Linked DNA regions of Pan troglodytes: region 1 is linked to region 2. The links are chromatin contacts, called in public HiChIP or PLAC-seq maps. All regions are on one chromosome and are shown on one strand. The core of a region is the stretch at or near the end of the contact, and the rest is flanking DNA. Distances in the headings are between cores, read along the strand shown. Region 1 holds the start of DGUOK (deoxyguanosine kinase). Region 2 holds the start of BOLA3 (bolA family member 3).

Region 1 (6,703 bases), core at 684-3,183, 220 kb before region 2:
ACCGCGCCAGGCCACTTCACCATAAAATTTTTAAAAATAATTTTTAGGAGCTCTGTTACTGGTGGAGGTTGCCCAGGTTCTTGGCATTTTGAACAAAGAATTGGACAAAACGTACAAAGCAAGGAAACAATGAAGCAACAAAAGCACAGATTTATTGTACATCAAAGAACACTCCTTGCGGTAGGAAGGGCCCAAGCAAGCAGCAATTACAGAATTTTCTGGGGTTTAAATACCTTCTAGAGGTTTCCCATTGGTTACCTGGTGTACACCCTATGTAAATGAAGTAGTGGCCAGCGATCAGTCTGATTGGTTGCAGGAGGGGACCACTCAGAGGCTGAAGTAAAGTTACGAAGTTATACCCCATGCAACTAAAGACTTGGCCTGCCACCAGCCTGACTGATTGCCCGCGGGGACCAGTCAGAGGTACTTTCAATTTTTTATCTGCCACCCAGAAGAGGGATTAGCTTCTGGTCCTTTTGTTACTTGGGCTAGAAAGTTGGGGTTTTCCTTTTGATTTAGTTCTAGGAAGTCAGCCTGAATCGGCCTTAGGTTCCCTGTCTCCAGACCCTATTTTCCTGCCTCGTAGCTTTTAGGAGATTAATGCCTGCCTGCAGACAACTTCCTCATTTAACTTTCACAACACCCCTGAGGCAGCAAGATCCTGGCGAGACAGAGAGCCTCTCAAGCTTTTTTGGATGAATATTTTCCAAGTCTGAGTTTACATAGGTAAAGAAATGTAAGCAGTTTTTGTTTTTTTTTTTTTTTTTTTTTTTTTAACAGAAGTGGCTGCTGGAGTGGAGATGGGAATGGGTAGGACTTTAGCCGCTCCAGTAGCCATTAACGCCCCACCCTGGTTATCCTTTAAAAATTCGATTTAAAAAAACGTTCTTAATATATAAACATGACCTCAGCCATCCTATATATACATCAACATAAGAAAAAGGTCCCGTGCTTTTTATGGGAACAGCTTCAAGACAGGTATCCCAGCCCCCGGCCCCTCCCCAGCCCCTCCCCAGCCCCCGGCCCCTCCCCAGCCCCCTTGCAATCAGATCCTTGTCTTCTAAAACCTGCCACACCTAAGAGCGCTGCCTGAAGGCCGGTTTGGCCTGTTGACTCCTGGTTTTGACTGTTGGTGATTTAAGCGATTGGAACTGGAAGCACCATTTGACAACATTTTGTAAATCATTACTTCTGAGGTTGTTATGACGACGGGGTGTGGCAGTCCGGCTTCACCTGTGGCAGCAGCTTAGGTCCCTGCCCTCCTGCAGAGCACACTTCACCGACAGCAGGACTCAGGTTTTATACAAGTTTCTACTCGCCATTGCTTACGTCCAAGAACCCAACCTAACAGGTTTAAACGATTTCCAGTCACATACCTGAGCCACCACCACCTTATCCTGAAGGGATTTTTGGGTATAATGCAAATCGATTGACCGAACATTTATTTACTTATTCAAGACACAAACTAAGAGATGGGGTGTAACTGATTATCTAATTTGTTAATTTAGTCAATAATATGCCAGCATTGTGCAGGGAATTACAGGGAATAGGAAAAAGTTAAATTTCTGTAAATCATCAGATTGAGTCATTTTCCTACTTTAAAACTTCCATTTTCTTCCGATATTAAAATAAAAACCAGACAACAAGCACCTGGGCGGGGGGGGGGAATCCCCTCTTAAAATTACAATTTCTATTTTTAATTTTGTCTTGTTATAAAATTTATTTTAAAGTTATACAAAAATGAGGTGGTTGGATTGTAGAATTACGTCTTTTAAAATGTTATTTGTCCAATGAACAAAAACCACTCGCACCGCAACTCCTTTTACTATCAAATTCTGCACCGTTGCAAAACTTCCTTCACTCAACGCTTCTTTACAAACATCGCGATAGCGGAGCGGTCTCTTGGGCGCACCCCGTCGCATGTTCAACCCCACCCACTTCCTGTCTGACGATCTCCTTACGTCAACGGTACGCTGGAGCGAGTGAGCAGCGATACCTAGGGCGGAAGTGCTCTCGGCGGAAGTGATAGCTGTGCGAATCGTGGGTGGGATGGCCGTGGGCCGCCTCTTTCTAAGTCGGCTTCGAGCACCCTTCAGTTCCATGGCCAAGAGCCCACTCGAGGGCGTTTCCTCCTCCAGAGGCCTGCACGCGGGGCGCGGGCCCCGAAGGCTCTCCATCGAAGGCAACATTGGTAAGGGCCGGAAAGCGGCTGCCAAGCCTTGGCCTCCGCCACGCAGGCGACAGAGGCTGGGAAAGGAGCTGGGCCCGGAATGGCCTGCGTCTGATGCGGCCGGCCTCTCTTTCTGGGCTGCGAGGAGAGCCTTTCCCCTCGCAAAGTGCACTGTGTATCTTTGCCTCCTTGTTTTTAGGATATCGGGCCTCAGTACCCGCCCACAGGGACACATTTGTTGGGGCATAAAAGCCACGCAGTTAGTGGATAGGACAAGAATTGTATTAGCTGTTTGTAATAGATCGAAATTGAAGCGACAAGCGGGTGCAGTTTATTTGTTCTCCTAGATAGGGTTGCCATATTTAGCAGAAATTAAAAATAATATCCAGTTAAAATAGAATTTAAGATAACGAATAATTTTTCGTGTGTGTCCAATGCAATATTTGGGACATCCTTACAGCAAAACAACAACGAAATCACTCATTGAAAGTTCAAATTTAACTGTGTCCTGTATTTTATCTGGCAACCCTATTCGAAGAGAGTTCCTAAACTTCAGTCGTTCAAATACCACATTCACAATTTTTGCCCTGTGCCTGTGCTAGTTGCATAATAATTTCTTAAGGCTTTTCTTAGAAGAACCTCACTTTTTAAACTTAAAAACATGTATTAAATTAAAAATTATTTTGTTAAAAGAGTGAGATCCAGTATCTTGAATAAAAAGTAGTCAGAAAGCAAAATGAAGGCAAAGCATTTCGATTTAATATTAATAAATTCTGACTTGATACTTTTATCTACCAAGTCACTGAGCCCCTAAAAGGGGCTTAGCAAGTGTTGAGTACTGAAGACGTAGCAGCAAACTGAGAATTTCTTTTTTTATTCATTCAACAAATCACCTTTTGAGCCACTTCCATATGCCAGCACTGTTCTTGGCCTGGAGAATACAGCTGTGAATAGAACAAATAAAAATCTCTGCTCTCATGGAACTCAAGTAGGGAGAGATGGACAATAAACAACATAAATTAAGCAAGGTGAACAATATGTTAGAGAGTAATAAGTATGATGGAGAAAAATTAGGGATGAAGAATTGAGGGAAGTTTTTATTTTATTTTATTTGAGATGGAGTTTTGCTCTTGTTACCCAGGCTGGAGTGCAATGATACGATCTCGACTCACTGCAACCTCTACCTCCCTGGTTCAAGCGATTCTCCTGCCTCAGCCTCCCGAATAGCTGGAATTAGGGGCACCCGCCACCACACCCAGTTAATTTTTGTTTTATTAGTAGAGACAGGGTTTCACCATGTTGGCCAGGCTGGTCTCGAACTCCTAACCTCAGGTGATCCGCCTGCCTCGGCCTCCCAAAGTGCTGGGATTATAGGCGTTAGCCACTGCACCTGGCCGAAGTTGTCATTTTAAATAAAATAAGCAAGGTCTCACTGAGAAGGTGACATCTGAGCAAAAAACTGAAGATGAGGGAGCAAATCACGTGGATACCTGGGAGAAGAATCTTCTAGGCAGAGTGAAGAGCAGTTGGAAAGGCCCTGAGGTGGAAAGTGTGTTCGGGGAATAGGAGGGAAATCGTTGTGACTGAAGTCGAGTGAGCAAGGACAGGAGGGAAATTAGGGCAAAAGCCCAAGGGGTGGCCAGATTTTATAGGCCTTATCATGGGTTTTTAATCTTACCGAGATGGGCAGCCATTGGAAGGTTTGAGGAGTCAAGTGACAGTTTTACTTAGATTATAAAAAGATCACTGTGGCTGATACGTTGAAAGTAAAGAGTGTTAAGTGGTATTGCAATAATTATAGTATTGTGAAAAGTGGAAGTGGTGAGACGTGATTGGATTCTAGTTATACGTTAACAAAAATTGAGTTACATTTTAAGTAAAATTTAACAGTGGAAGTGGTGAGAAATGATTGGGTTCTAGTTATATTTTAAGGTAGGGCCAATTGGATTTGGTGACAGGTTGAATGCAGAGTGTAAGGTAAAGAGAGGGGCCAATGATGACTCCAATTATTTTGACTTGAGTACTTGAAAGATAGACTCCCGATTTTCTTTTATTTCCTCCTTTCCTTCTTCCTCCGCTCCCCTCGCTTCCCCTCCTTTGGTGGGGTCTTGCCCTGTTGCCAGGCTAGAATACAGTGATGCAATTGCATCTCACTGCAGCCTGCCTCCCAGGCTCAAGCCATCCTCCCACCTTAGCCTCTTTGAGTAGCTGGATCCACAGGTGTTTGCCACTATGCATGGCTAATTTTGTATATTTTTTGTAGAGACAGGGTCTCACTATATTTTCCAGGCTGGTCTTGAACTCCTGGGCTCAACTGATCCTCCTGCCTTGGCTTCCCAAAGTGCTGGGATTACAGAAGTGAGCCTTGGTTTTAAGCATGTTAGGTTTTTACATGCCTATTAATATCCAAGTAGAGGTGTTGAATAGGTAATTAGATACGTAAGTTCAGAATTAGGGTCTCCCCGGACTGGAGCTGTAAATGTAGGTGGTATTTAATGCCAGAGACTATGTGTTGATGGAAAGGACTGAGCCCTGAGCATGCAAATATTATGAAACTGGGGAGATGGGAAGGAATAAGCAGAGACTGAGAAGGAATGCCCACTGAGGTAGGAGAAAAAAACAAAAGAGAATGATATCCTGGAAGCCAAGTGAAGAAGGTATTCAGTGGGAGGGAATGATCAGCTGTGTTATACTGTTTAAGTAAATGAAGGTCTTTGGTGAACTTGAAAAGAACAGTTTTAGGAGTGTTAGGAGTGAAAGCCTAATTGGTATAGGTTCAAGGAGAATGGGAGGTGAGGAGAGTGGGTTAAGATAACTGAAAGTTTTTAGAAAGGGAAGTCATGGGGTGGTAGCTGAAATTAGAAGAGGGTGTGAGTGTTTAACATTTTTAATTTTCTTTTTGTGAAAAGAATTAGAGTATGTTTTTAAGTTGACAGAAGTGGTCTAGTGGAAAGGAGGAAAATTGGTAAATCGGGACAGAGGATAGAATTGCTGGAGTGATTTTTAAGCAAGAAAGAATGGAATCTATTGCCCAGTGGGAAATAATTTAGCCTTAGCTAGGAGCACAATTCATCCCTAGTAACAGGCGTGATGGCAAAATATATGAGCACCAACTTCAGAGGGTGTGGTGGGAACTTGGGAAGGTCTTGGTTGTGTCTGTTTTCAGAGTGAAATAGGAAGAAAGGTCATCAGCTAAGAGTGAATGTAGAGACAGAAGATATGAAATACTCTAGTGAATAAGCAAGAGAAATGTTGAATTACTGGGTACCATTTAGGTCCCACTTGGAGTTAGTGGTCATGAATTTAAAGTGAGACCAGTCACCATGGCTGTGTGTTTTTCTCCAGCCAAATCCGAAACATTGAAAGGAATGGGAAGGGAGAGTCCTGCTATTTGCCTGATGATGTTGTTATTTAAATATGATGTTTTGTACTGTACTTTGAGAAACACACCCCTAAAGGAAGCTCTGTCCTCAAATCCCAGAGAGAGAACAGGGTATATCACAAAGTAAGTACTTAGGACAGGTCATCAGATAAGGTTTGAACTCCCTCTATTTTCCTGACCTTTGCTTCTTAACCTTGTCAAATTTCTCTGCTTCTTCCTTGCTTTCTCGTGCAACAGAGGCTTACTGAGTGAGGACTAAGAGTCCACTCATGCTGAGCACAGCAGTGAATGGGATACAGCTCCTGTCCTTCAAGGAGCTCACAACTCACAACTAAGTAGGAGAAAGAAAACAGACTCGACATAATTTTCTTTTCTTTTTTTTTTTTTTTTTTTGAGACAGAGTCTTGCTCTGGCACCCAGGCTGCAGTGCAGTGGTGTGATCTTGGCTCACTGCAGCCTCCGCCTCCCAGGTTCACGCCATTCTCCTGCCTCAGGCTCCCAAGTAGCTGGGACTACAGGCGCCCGCCACCATGCCCAGCTAATTTCTTCTATTTTTTAGTAGAGACGGGGTTTCACCATGTTAGCCAGGATGATCTCAATCTCCTGACCTCGTGATCCGCCAGCCTCGGCCTCCCAAAGTGCTGGGATTACAGGCGTGAGCCACCGCGCCTGGCCGACTCGACATAATTTTCATACTGTGTGGTGAGATTCGTGATTGGGCATGGAAAGCCAGAATCTCTGGGGTAGGAATTCCCAAGAGGCAGAAGAGGAAAAAGTGTTTCAGCCATAGAAAGCAACATGTGCCAAGGTGGTGAAGCCTGAAGAAACACATGCAGTTTTGTGGGGTTTTTTGTTTGTTTGTTTGTTTGTTTTCGAGATGGAGTCTCATTCTGTCACCCAGGCTGGAGTGCAGTGGTGTGATCTCATCTCACTGCAACCTCCGCTTCCCAGGTTCAAGTGATTCTCCTGTCTCAGCCTCCCAAGTAGCTGAGACTACAGGCATGTGCCACCAGGCCTAGCTAACACATGCAGTTTTAATGAAAGAGAAGTAGTTGGATGTGCCTGGAGTTGAAGGGACCTGTGAAAGGGTGGCAGAACAAGAGGTTGGAAGGGTGGGATTTGCCATATGTCGAAGAGCCTTGTGGACCATG
Region 2 (6,682 bases), core at 2,206-4,705:
TGTGGATAAAGGGCCTATCTTCCCCATCCTGTGGATGCAGAAGTTGCTTCTCCAGCCTGCTCCTAACACACTGCCAGCCTGAACTTCTAGGTGCCAGTGGCCACCTGAGAAGGACAGCGCTTGGCTGGGGCTGGTAACTGGGCTTAGGACAGAGTCTCCCCTGAGTCCCGGTTCTGGTTCCAGTTCCACTGTCTCTTCCCTATGAGGAGCTAGGCAATTCCTTTGGCCTCTCTGGGCTCATTTCCTCTTAGCGAAAGTAAGGCAGCTGAAGAAAATCTTTCTGGGGTCCACTCCAGCTCTGATATCCTAGGGTGTCAGAAGAATGGGGGAAAATTAAAGCAAAACCTATTCAAAGTCAAATGACAGACTGTGGACCTCAGCTCTAGGGTGACTGAGAGGGACCTTGTCTGAGCTGAGCCAGGCTGGCAACCTTGAGTCCTCCCAGCTGCGCCTTGTCCTCAGTTTCCCTCTGATATTTCTGAATCCTGACTGCCATCCCATGAGGTGGGGGCAGCCGAGCTCCACCTGTCCAGCAGCAACACATCTTGAGAAGCCACTCACCAGCAGCAAGCCCCCTCCTCCAAGCCCCTGACCCTCTGTCCTTCCAAAGGGCAAAATCTTATCCAAGCACCGTAGGAAGAGTGAGAGAAACCTTACCTGAAATGTCAGTGACTTTTATAGCTGTAGCTCGTGGAAACTTTTCTTTGAGAATTTGGGTCACTCTGAGCTCCCCCTCAGTCTGAGTGGCAAACATCCGATGGTGAAGTGGAAGCTGCCACAGAACAGAGAGGAAGGTCAGGGCAGAGGAAGATGCTGTTGCCCCTGAGCTGGGCCACTGTGCAGGCCCGCCTGCCATTCCCCCTGCAAGGCAGGCCCCTGAGCCCTCGCCAGCACAGCCATGGGTTATGTCAGAGGGGCTCTGTGGTATCAGGAGTCCATGTAAGTCCCAAAACACAGAATAAACTTTTATTGGCAGGGACAGGATGATTGTTGATAACTCAATTTGACTCCAGAGACAAGAGGCCCCAAACCTAATTCAAGAGATGTTTGCTTCCATATAATGTTGTGACACTATTATGCCGATAGTTTGATAGGTAAGGAAACTGAGGCACACAGTAATGTGCCCAAGGTTGAATTCGGTAAGATACAGAAAAGCTGGACAGCCTGCCTCAGATCCATACCACTAGGCCATCCACTGCCCTGGATGGTGGGGCCAAATTCCACACTCCCTCGCCTTTAGGCCTGATTAACATGTCTCGCCCTCCCCAGTGGGATGTGACCTCACAGCCCACTGCTCAATTAGCCAGCTATCCTTCATCATGCACTCCTTCTCACTGGGAGCAAAGTCAGAATTCTATGAAAGAAACTGAAGAAGGAATATCTGTAGGTTGTTTACCATTGGCAACAACACCCCTTCCCCAATGGCTACCATGGGGGAACCTGTGTTTGTGTCTCCTTTTTTTTTTTTTTTGAGACAAGAGTTTTGCTCTGTTACCCAGGCTGGAGTGCAGTGGCACAATCTCAGCTCACTGCAACTTCCACCTCCCGGGTTCAAGCGATTCTCCTGCCCCAGCCTCCTGAGTAGCTGGGATTCCAGGCACCCACCACCACGCTCGGCAAATTTTTGTATTTTTAGTAGAGACGAGGTTTCACCATGTTGGCCAGGCTGGTCTCAAACCCCTGACCTCAGGTGATCCACCCACCTCAACCTCCCAAAATTCTAGGATTACAGGCACGAGCCACCACGCCCGGCCAGGGGAGCCCATGTTTCTGATGGAACACGTCTCAACAGTTAGTAGTGAAGGAGCAGAAAAGCAGGTCGGCAGTCACTTGGCTGGGCTGAGTGCATGCTGAAAAGGCAGACTGGGAATGGAGTGTGGCAGGCCTTGAATGCCAGGCTAAAGATTGTGGACTGTATCGGACAGGAGATGGGACTCCAGGTGATGGAACCCAGGCTCATGGGACCAAAGTAACCTGCAGGAAACAGTGCCTTCTGGAGCGAGTCAGGAGAGATGCCCAAGTAAGAGGCATTACAATGATGGAAGCACCGGGCACTGGTCCCTGACTAGACGTGGATGACAGGTTGGAGGACGCTAGGGCCGTTCATGGGTGCTGGTGCTGAAGGTCCCACCCCTGTACCCCTCAGTCCTTCCTGATAGCTCAGAGCAGGGTCCTGTGTCACAGAATCTCAGAGCACCTCCTTTAAAATGAGCTGTGCACTGGCTCTCTCACCACTGGTCTTATAGGCCAGGAATGAGTCCGGCAGCATCCCAGAGCTGACCCCAGGGCAGGCCCTCAGAGGCACTTGGTGCTGGATGAATGAATGAGCAGGGGAAGAACTAGTCAATTAGGGACAGAAATGCAGGACAGGAGAAAGGTCCAGAGTGTGATTATCTGCCTGCTGTGTGGAGGGACAGAAACTCGATGTTGAGAGGCTGGACAGGATTGCCAGGAGTGAGGGTGGGGTGGAGCTGCTTCTGGGGGCAGAACCTTGAGGGTAAAGGCAGAGAGTAACCAGATGGCAGACAGAATCGGCAGCTACTAAGGGGTGAGAGAGGTGAGGGTTGCAGAATCCTTGGGAGAAGCCTTTCATCTTAGCGGATCTGTGGGCAGCGGCCTTTAGTGGAACAATCAACTGACATCCCCAGATGATCACTGTCCACGCTGAAAGTCACCGCAGTGGAAGAACTTCTCTTCATGCACAGGGCAGGCAGGTTCAGAACCAGGGGAGAAGGAAAATGAAAGTTAAGAGAAAGAATGGTATGAACTGAAGCAAAGGATGGTTCAGAAAGGGGGAGAGATTAGGAGAGCGCGTGGGAAGTGCCCCCTGCTTGGGTTCTGCTCCGGTAGTGTGGGATTTGGAGGAGGATCAAGGTCAGAGGCCCAGTCGACCTTCCCAAGGCCCCGGCCCCGCTGCAGTCCCTCGCACCCACGCCTTGACTCTGAGCTATGACTCCTGTCTTCTGCTCGGTAAATCAATCCTTTTTTTTTCCTGTGCCCGCAGTATTATGACTGTTCATGTGTCTGTCCGCCTGACCTCCAACCTCCACCCAGCTCGGGAGCTCCCCTAGAGCGCGCCAGAGCTTGAAATTTCGAATGCCGTTGTCGCTGAGTGAATGAATGAATGAAAGAATGAATGAGAGAAAGGAAGAGGAGCCCCCCATTGCCAGTGCCGCGCGCGCCCTCCGGGAGCCAGTCCTCAAGCCCCGACAGCCGCCGGCCCCGCGGTCCCTCCGCAGCTCCCGTCCCGGGGAGAGCAGCCCCGACCCTGCCCACGCTCACCCCGCGGATCCCGCGGAGGAGAGGCGCTGCCGCGGCCGGGCTCCATGCAGCCATGCCCGGCCGACGTGACCCGCCGCCCGAGGTCACTGTATGCCCGAAAGACGCGGAGCGGGGGACCGAGAGCCGCCGCCGTGGGAGAGGCCGCCCCCTGCCGCCCGGAGGCCGTCAGCCTCCCGGCCCCGCCCCGGAGGCCTCCGGTCGCCTGGCTCCGGCCCCACCCCGCCATCCCCTGGCCCTGGCTGACTCGCCACCCCCGACACTGCAGCGCCTGCCGGCCTCGGGGCCCCGCCCTCTGCCTTCGCTCGCGCCGCTCTCCTTCAGTCTCCCCAGGGCCTGTTTCATGGATAGGGTCCCCTTGCCCGCGTGAAAGTCTCATTCCTCCTCAGCTCAGAAACACTCCAAGGTCTCGGCGCCCCATACTGGCCTTCCCTCATCCGAATACGCCTCGTGCCCCTGATGTACTTTTCCATTCCCACTCCCTACTCTGGCAGTCTAGCTTCTAAGCTGAGGAGTTTGGCCTTCGCTCCAGGTGCGGGGACTCGTGGAAGGATTTGATTCGCGCTTGAGAAAGATCGCTCCGCTCCTGTAAGGAAGAGAGCGTGTAGGGGCTGCAACCAGAGACACAGTCAGAAGCTCCGAGGGTACCGCGATGGTCCAGGTGAGAATGGAGGGGCCTAACTAAACCAGTGGCGGGAGGGATGGAAGAATGAACTGAGACACTTGGGAGGTGAATGGAATCGAGCGACTGCATGTGGAGGTGTGGGTGGGAAGGTATCTGAGATGACTCCAGTTTCTGGCTTGGACAATGACTTGGATGGAGGGTTAGGTGGGGGCTGAGCAGAGTCCACGAACAGTTTTTAATTTGCCTGAGTTTAAGGTGCCACAGGATACAGCCTAACAGAGGCCCAGGTTGGAGCCATGGACCATGGAGTCACGAGAATGGAAGGGAAGCTGACGCCATGTGGGATGGGGTAGAACTGTCCGCAAATTCGTCCCGCCTCTGGAGTCTTCAGACCAGTCAAGGCCGAAATTCAACCAAGCCTCTCCTCTCTCTAGCTGTTATTTGTTTGGAGCACGCGGTCTGGTGGCACCCTGCAGGATTTACCAGCTTTTTGCCAACATTCTGGCCTATGCAATCAATACGTCCCTTCAGCGTTGCACTTGGATGGATTGGACCTATAGTTGTTATATATGGATATTGTCTAATTTATTTATTACAGTATTAACTGACTCCTATGTTCTGGCCTTCAGAATTTCTCCTTTGGATCAATTACTAGCCTGTCTTACATTTTCTGCTTCATTCTTTTAAAATGTTTAGAGATGATTTGCTAAGTTTTCTTCATTGCTGTCAATGATGCAATTTAAACTGTCAAAAAATTTTTTTCTCAAGCAGGGTAGTAATGGTGAAGACAGCATGGTTTAGATGAGGCGCACCTATCCCCAGCTCTAGGAATGGAAACAGGACCCAAGTCTGGCTAATCAGAGACTGGTTTAGGGTCGGCCCCATGGTCTGAGCCAGACCAATGAGAATTGGTAGAGGGACTTCCTTTTGCAACTTCTATTTTAGAATCGGGGGTATATATGCAGGCTTGTTACAGAGGTATATTGCATGGTGCTGAGGTTTGGAGTATGAACAAATCCGTCCTTCAGGTAATGAGCATAGTACCCAATAGGTAGTTTCAACCCTTGCCCCCTTCCTCCTTCCCCAGTCTTGTATTCCCCAGTGTCTGTTGTTCCCAGACATTGATCTTTTTCCTCTATGTTGCTAAGCTGGTAGAAAGGCTGGAGTTGCTGGCAACCATCTTTGCAACCATGCAGGGAGAACTACTTTGGAAATGAAGCAAGACAAAGAAGAAAACAGATAAAAGGAGACAAATGTTTGACTTTGTACAGCTGGAAACCAGCAATGCTGGAAATGAGCACTGAAGGCAGTTTAATGGGTTTGTCACTTGTAACCAAGTGACCCATGGCAAGCTCACAGATTTGTATTGGCAGAATTCCTCCTTTTCTTTATTTAAAATGGTACTTTTGGCCAGGCAAGGTGGTTCACACCTGTAATACAAAGACTTTGGGAGGCCGAGGCGCACTGATCACCCAAGGTCAGAAGTTCGAGAACAGCCTGGCCAACATTGGCGAAACCCCGTCTCTACTAAAAATACAAACCATTAGCTGGCTGCGGTGGCCTTTCTACCAGCTTTTTGTCTCCAAAAAAAAAAAAAAGGTACTTTTGCTTATCTCTAACCTTCCTCTTCCCCATAATTTAACAATTGCCCATACTATCTGTTACTCTGAGCTACTCTCTGCCCCATTCTCCTCCTCTTATCTTCAGTTCCTCCTAGGCTGTCAGAGCCATCTGAAATGAAAACATTTAGGCCGGGCATAGTGGTTCATGCCTGTAATCCCAGCACTTTGGGAGGCTGAGGCAGGCGGATCAGCTGAGGTCAGGAGTTCGAGACCACCCTGGCCAACATGGTGAAACCCCATCTCTACTACAAATACAAAAATTATCCAGACATGGTGGCACATGCCTCTACTCCCAGCTACTTGGGAGGCTGAGGCAGGAGAATCGCTTGAACCTAGGAGGCAGGGGTTGCAGTGAGCCGAGATTGAGCCACTGCACTCTAGCCTGGGCGACAGAGTGAGGCTTTGTCTAAAAAACATAAATAAAATAAAATGAAATGAAAACATTTGCTACTTGAAATCCTTCAGACTCCCCATCGCCTACCTACAGGCGAAACTCTCAAGTTCTTTTGTATGATTTAACCACTATCTACCTGTCCAACTGAAATCTACCCTTCAGTAATATTATACTTGCACCTCCCTTCATAAGCTATGCTACAAGTTTGGTTATGCAGTTGCCTACCTTTTAAGGTTCAAGCCTTGTCTTCTCCAAAGAGCCACCTCTGACTGCCTCACAGTAAGCTTAGGGCCCGCAACTTACCTGTAACTTTTGTTGCACTTATGGCCTTTTACAACTATCAATTTATGTATGTGTCTGTTCTCACTGGTTTATAAGCTCCCTGAGGACAGAGCCTTGCTTGAGTCATCTGTCAGCAGCCCAATATGGGACAAAAAGTGCATGCATTGTGATTACTGAACAGAACCGATAGAGGCTCAGCAATTTGCGCTCCATAGGTCTAAGTTTGAACTTTTCTAGAAAAGGATTTGCAGGACGATCTGACGAATCTTGGGCTTCCAAATTAGTTCCAACAGTTCTAGTATTTTTTTTTTTTTTTTGACAGAAGCAAATAAGTAAGTTTTACTTTGTGATTAAAACAAAAGTGAAATGCATTTAGTCCCAGGAAATGTCAATCCTTTCTGCATCTTACTTTTTTTTGCTGTGACCTCGAGATTCTCTTGTTCTCTTCAGTTGTATTGGTCCATGATCACTCATAGCTTT

Evidence for each region. HiChIP or PLAC-seq counts read pairs in DNA pulled down with a chosen protein or histone mark.
Region 1: an H3K4me3 HiChIP or PLAC-seq map of stem cell-derived excitatory neurons shows a contact between it and region 2, with 6 times the contacts expected there. The contact joins the promoter of DGUOK here to the promoter of BOLA3 in region 2. A contact is called at or near these places in 1 of 7 Hi-C or Micro-C datasets (stem cell-derived neural progenitor cells) and 1 of 1 datasets of contacts at active chromatin or transcription factors (stem cell-derived excitatory neurons).

What each region holds. Positions count from the first base shown.
Region 1 is chr12:48,821,606-48,828,308 of NHGRI_mPanTro3-v2.0_pri, reverse strand. DGUOK (deoxyguanosine kinase) reads left to right here and starts at 1,933. Exons shown (of 6, transcript XM_016948806.4): 1 at 1,933-2,191.
Region 2 is chr12:48,604,275-48,610,956 of NHGRI_mPanTro3-v2.0_pri, reverse strand. BOLA3 (bolA family member 3) reads right to left here and starts at 3,455. Exons shown (of 3, transcript XM_001153666.7): 1 at 3,283-3,455; 2 at 658-772. The coding sequence starts at 3,336. It overlaps LOC104005038 (a long non-coding RNA gene), which reads left to right and starts at 3,443. Exons shown (of 2, transcript XR_678174.5): 1 at 3,443-3,940; 2 at 4,160-6,573.